2 separate regions of the Gossypium hirsutum genome follow, and region 2 is linked to region 1. The links are chromatin contacts, called in public Hi-C maps. All regions are on one chromosome and are shown on one strand. The core of a region is the stretch at or near the end of the contact, and the rest is flanking DNA. Distances in the headings are between cores, read along the strand shown. Region 1 has its middle 48 kb from the start of LOC121210435. Region 2 has its middle 100 kb from the start of LOC107898726.

Region 1 (3,099 bases), core at 266-2,765:
ATGGCCTTATGATTAGCATCCTTAGGAGAAAGGTGAATTGGGTAGAGAAGAAATACTAACTAAAATTATTGGCAGAATCAGAACAAGCTAGCCAGAAGGAATCAAAATAAATTCTCCATTATTTCATGCCATATTCTCATTAATAATTTAATCTCATAACTCAATCAATTTGCAGCATCTGGTGCCTGCAAGATTATGAGAAATAAAGAGCTGTTTCTGGTACACTGAAATTATTGTACCACCGCGTGGCACTTGGCACATCTTCCTCGGCTTTACATCAACAATTGAAAGCAGCATTCCTGTTGGCTTTGGCTTATTTGGAGCTTCATTTAAATATTAGATTTGTATAGTTAAAATATCACATCATGCCACTAATTATCAGCTATAAATTGCATTTCCTATCATCTAGTGCTTTCATACTATATGCTAATACTATGTACTAGAATGTTTGACACATCTACATTTTTCTCTTCGGATCTTCAAGTGCAAATTATATTTTGTCCTCTTTAGTTAAAAAAATAATAAATTAATTATTATATATTAGATTGAAGAGTAAATTGATCATTCTATTAAAAATTCTATCTATTTTTACTGTTAAAAATTTATCCATGTATGTTTAAATGAGGTACACATGACACGTCATATATAATTGTTTGATTATTCTGTTAGCAATGTCAGAAATGGATGAAATTTTTAGCAAAAATGATCAGTTTTACTCTTTGATCAAATTTAATGGGACTAATTTGCCCATTTTTTTGGGTAAAAGGGCAAAATAAAAACTAACTCTTAATACAATGGCTCCCATTATACTTTTACCCTTTAATTGTTTTTTTTAGGTTAAATTCTGCTATTAGTCTCTGTACTTTGCAAAACTTGTGGATTTATTCCTTCTACTTTTATTTGATTAATTTTAGTCCATGTACTTCTTAATTTGGTCAATTTTAGTCCTACTTTTCAAATTTTGAAATTTTAGTCCTGACACAAAGAGTAGTAGGTAAATTTGTTTTCAATTACTAATCCTTCACTATTCATACAGGTGTAGATTTAGTCCATTTTATCCAATTGGATCATTCTAAGTCCTTATACTTTTCAAATTTTGAAATTGCAATCTTAACGCAAATGGTTGTCGTTAATCTATTAATTGAATCTTTTTAGTGAGTAATATGTGGAAATGATAAGTTAATATGACATTAAAAATATGATAATATGTTTGGCGCATCAAATTTTAAAAATAGCATAACCTTACTTGATCAATTTAACAATTATTGTTTGGTGTGGATAGAAATTTTAAAATTTGAAAAGTATAAGGACTAAAAATAACTAAATAAAAGTATAAGAATTAAATCCATAACTTTTTCTAAATACAGGGACTAATAGCAGAATCATCATCAACATTTCCTTCTGGTTTTATTATTTAAAATTCATAAAGAAAAAGATCAAGGTAATTTTGGGCTGGGTCCAATTCATGGGGAATATAATAGAAACCGAGGGCAATAAGAGCCTAAACCCAGTATGAATTTCAGAAGGGCTGGCCCCTAAGTTATTGTAGCCATTAAACTTGTAACGACGCCTCTGGGCCTACTAAAACTTGGAATTGACTTTTCAAATGGTTTTAATCTCCCAAAGCTCTTTATAATCTTCTAAAATTTAAAGTTTAGTCTTTATACTTTAATTTTGAGATCTTAGTCTCTAATCTCTATACTTTTTTATTTAAAAATGTTATCACATCCATCAGGTTTTCATTAGAATTCATGATGTAGCTGTTAAAAAAAAGGTAAAATAACTCTTTTAGCTCTCAGATTTTTACAAATTTTTGTCAATTTAGTCCAAACTCTTTAAAAGTACATAAAAAATTATAAAAAATATTTAAAAAATATTTTTTTATTTTCAATAAAAATTTATGAAAAAATTAAAGCTCTTTAAAATGGAATTTTTTTTAAAAATCTCTAAATTCATTTTAAATATTTTTGAAATACATGAAAAAAAATAAAAATTTCCAAAAATTGTGTTATTTAATCCATAAATGGTAATAAGGTCTCTCCTAGATTTGAGCTATTTTTTGGTTCATATTAACTCAAATTTTATAAGTTTTTTTTAAAATTTTAGATCAGATAAATTATATATATAATTATTTTTATGTCAATTTAATTATAAAGTATATAAAATATTAGTGTAAAATATTTTAAAATAATGATACAAACTCTAAATCGATTTGAATTAAATTTAAATAATGATAAATATATATTAAATAATATTAATAAATATTTTTTATTCAAAATACACTATACTTTTTAATTAAATAAATTAAGTCTTAACTTATACTAAGTCAATCGATTTATATAAAAATATTTTTGATATATAAATTATTTGAATTAAATAATGATACAAACTTTAAATGATTCTAACTAAATTTAAGATTACGGAGTAAAATTTTTTGGTTCAAAGTATACCATATGGAAATTTCAATACTTAATTTATTAGCTTTATATTTTGTCAAAATGGGTTCATTTTTATATAAAATTCTTTTAATATGGTGTATTTTGAACAACAAATTATATTAATTTTAATCCAAATTTTGAATTAATATAGACCAAAAGAATAGCTCAAAGCTTGGAGACCATATTACCATTCATGGAATAAATAATACATTGTTTGAATTTTTTAAAATTTTATATCTTTCATATATTTAAATTATTTAAAATGGATTTTGAAAACTTATTTTATTTTTTAATTTTAAAGAGTTTTAAAATTTTCACATTTTTATCAATTTTATTGAAAATGTGAAAATTATTTAATTTTTAAAATATTTGTTGTAATTGTTTATGTGCTTTTAGTTTAGACCAAATTAACAAAAAAAATGTAAAACATGAGGCCTAAAAGAGTTATTTTACCTATTTTATAACAACGACATCATCAATTCTAATGGCAAAACTGATGGAGAAACCAAAATTTGAAGTAAAAAAAAGTATAAGGACTCAATCTTTCAAAATTAAAATAAAAGGACTTAATTTTAAATTTCAAAAGGGTATGTGGGCCTTTGGCATATTTAAACATTTCAAATTCACATGCTTTGCATTTTTATATTTTTACTAGCTCTCA
Region 2 (3,099 bases), core at 218-2,717, 330 kb after region 1:
TATATATAAAAATCTTAAAGTAACATACATGAAAATTAGAAATAAATCAAAATAATAAAAATAAAAATAATATATGAAATAATAATATATAGATGAAATTTCAAAATACATAATGTATATAAAAAAAGTAAGTAATATATAACATAGTATTTGTCAATTTAAATAAATAATATACTTGAAATGAACATTTTATATATATAAAAAACAAAGGTATTTGTATATAAAAATATTTAAAATAAATAAAATATACAATTTAAAATAGGGTTCTTAGAAGAAATATATATACACAAAATAATATAAAATCAATAATATATACAAAAAAACATAATGTACAACACTTCAAAAATGATGATATAAGAAATATTTACATATATATAAGTGTAAAAAAATAACAAAACAATATAGATGATATACCAAACAATATATATATATATGTGAATAAATAATATATATATATATATGTGTGAATAAATAATATATACATAAAAGAAATTAAACAGAAAAATAGTTGAAATGAATAGTATATAGAAAGATTTAAAATAAATAATAATAAAACAGAAAAGTAATAAACAAAGAAATCAAAACAGGGACAAATTTGAGATTAAAATAGAATCTGAGATCTAAAAACTAAACATCACATTAACAAGAGGATCCGAATTGAATGCACGTGAGAAAGAGAGGGACTAACTGGAAATTATCCCCAAGCCCTCAAAAACGTTGCACCTAGGTGCAGGCTAAATTGCAACAACACAGAAATTTCAGGGATTATTTTTAAAAAAACAAATAATATGCAAATAGAGCCAGTCGAAAGCTAGTGCGAAAGTGGGGGACCAATTGCGCAAATCCCCCATTCATGGCCAAAACACATGGTCAAGCTCTTCCCCCCCCCCAAAACACTGTTTCATTTTTCACTTGAAACTAAACCTGCTTAAAAACCCTTTGTTTTTTGCTTTTAAAGAAAACTTTTGTTCTTTCTTTTAAAAGAAAACCCTTAATGCCTTGGAGTATCTCTCAACTCCTTCACCTTCCTCCCTTCTATAATAGCCCAAAATCCGACGACGAACGAAGCCCTCCCCACAGAGTGAGTACGACGGTGAGTCTCCCTCTTTTATATTGTTTACACACAGTAGATAAAAATCAAAGAAAAATAGAAATAAAATTGAAAGAAAAACGAGACCTTAAATCACCTTTGAAGTATATTTTGATTGCTTTCTATTGATTTTGTATGTATTTCGTGTACAATTTCCCTAAAAAAAACAAGAAAAAAAAAGATACCAACAAAATTTGAAGGCTTCATAGCCAAATAAAAATGGTTTCTTGCTGTTTTTTTGTTCAAATTGCAGGTGGAGAGGGGTAATGTGGGGAGTGGGTACGAACATGGAGCGGAGCACACGGGGGTCTTGCATGGAGGTGCTGGTGTTGCGTGTGTGGAAGCTGTCACGATGGCAGTATTGGCGCAAAGGACCCTTCCCCTAGGGTTTCCTGAAAACTGTTAAAGAGATGGGCTACCGGGCCTGCTTTGATTTTGGGTTAGGGGTCTATTTTATTGGGCTTGTTTAATGAAATTGGGCCGGTTTTATTTTGGGTTTATTTGTAAATGGACTCAATTGATGATCTATTTTAATTTTGGTTTTTTGTATGTGTAGCCCGGGTTAAAATTGGGTCTTATAGTCATGTTGGAATACTATTTCTTTTGAATCGATTGTTTATATGTTTAAATCAACTGTTACATAGCACTTCTAATTTTAACTTGGCCCCAAGATTAATATCTTGGCTCCGCCATTGCTCAAAGGTAATGAAGTTAACTTTTTAGAGTTTAATTCGGGTTTTAGAGTTGATTTCATGAAAGTTAATTGCTAATATTATTAATTTTGATTTTTTTATAACTTTGTTAATAGAATAAATTTAGTACTAATCGGGAATATGTTTAATTTTCCGTTTACTTTCTCAAATACAGTCCAATAGATGTGATTTAATTTCAGTTTTGGGTTTGATTTGATGAAAGTTAGTTATTAATATTATTAGCTAATTATGGATATTCATCAAATCAACTCTAAAATCGAAATTAAACACTAAAAAACTTACATTATTATTATCCAGTACCAAAATGTATAAATTTTGTTAAATACGTGTACCTCATTGAACCAAAAAATAACATAGGTACTACATTAGAAAAGAGTGTCAAACTCATGTACCGATTTATGCATTAAAGCCTTTTAGATTCCAGTTTTCTCAGACAATAAGCGATGTATGTATTTGAAAGGTCCCTCTATTATAGAGATATTAACAAATTAGTCTCTTTATTATTAAATAGATCTATTTATCCTCTATACGATTAAAAAGAATAAAATAAGGGCAAAATTGAAATAGAGTTAACATTTATTCTTTAAAAATATCATTTAATGTTTAATTGAATTAATATTTTTAAAGTTTTTATGGTTTTATAAATGAAATCTTTTGTTATTGAACTACAATTGAAACAAAATAATTTTCAAGACATTTTTATGCAAAAAATGTTAACTCTGTTACAATATGAACTTGTTTTTATTCTTTTTATTAGTGTAGGGACTAATTGATCTATTTATTAATAAAGATACTAATTTAGTTTAGTCACTATAATACATAAACCTCCTTAGTGCTTTAACTAATACTAAACACACCAAAAAGGGGGAGGGAGAGAGAGATGACGAAATTTGTGAGAGAAGAGGCATTTTTTTTTCATATATACAAGTTAGAAATTTATTTAACAATGTAGCAGTGTTTCTCATCTATTTAGCCAACCAGCTGAAGTTGGCACATTGAGGGACCGATTTCAATAAAATTTGTGACATGCAGGTGTGGACTTTGAAGTCAGTCCTCTCAAGGTGTCAACTTCTTTTTTTCATTTTAGTTACTTTAACTGGATCAAATATAACTTGCACAGAGAAAGTGGAAAAAAATATATCAAATAAAACGCTTTGGTATGCAAAGAATCTTTGCACACTTGCAGCAATGGCATGCCAAAAATAAAGCTTGCACATTTCTCTTTGCAATTCAAAAATCAGATCACTTGAAAGCTATTTGGAAACATCAAATGGATTAAATGAAATATTAATTAAA

The links. Hi-C and Micro-C count contacts between places; a contact is called where the count stands out from the background.
Region 2: a Hi-C map of leaf shows a contact between it and region 1, with 2.6 times the contacts expected there. The contact joins two enhancer-like sites. A contact is called at or near these places in 8 of 34 Hi-C or Micro-C datasets (anther, callus, hypocotyl and 2 more).

What each region holds. Positions count from the first base shown.
Region 1 is chrA11:58,159,131-58,162,229 of Gossypium_hirsutum_v2.1, forward strand. No RefSeq gene overlaps it. Among protein-coding and RNA genes, the nearest start is that of LOC121210435, 48 kb to the right of the region's middle. Within about 2 kb of position 1,516, at least 1 of the 9 cell types and tissues checked has an H3K27ac peak or open chromatin away from gene starts, as enhancers often do. A contact at or near this core is called in leaf, where this site is marked.
Region 2 is chrA11:58,492,419-58,495,517 of Gossypium_hirsutum_v2.1, forward strand. No RefSeq gene overlaps it. Among protein-coding and RNA genes, the nearest start is that of LOC107898726, 100 kb to the right of the region's middle. Within about 2 kb of position 1,468, at least 6 of the 9 cell types and tissues checked have an H3K27ac peak or open chromatin away from gene starts, as enhancers often do. A contact at or near this core is called in leaf, where this site is marked.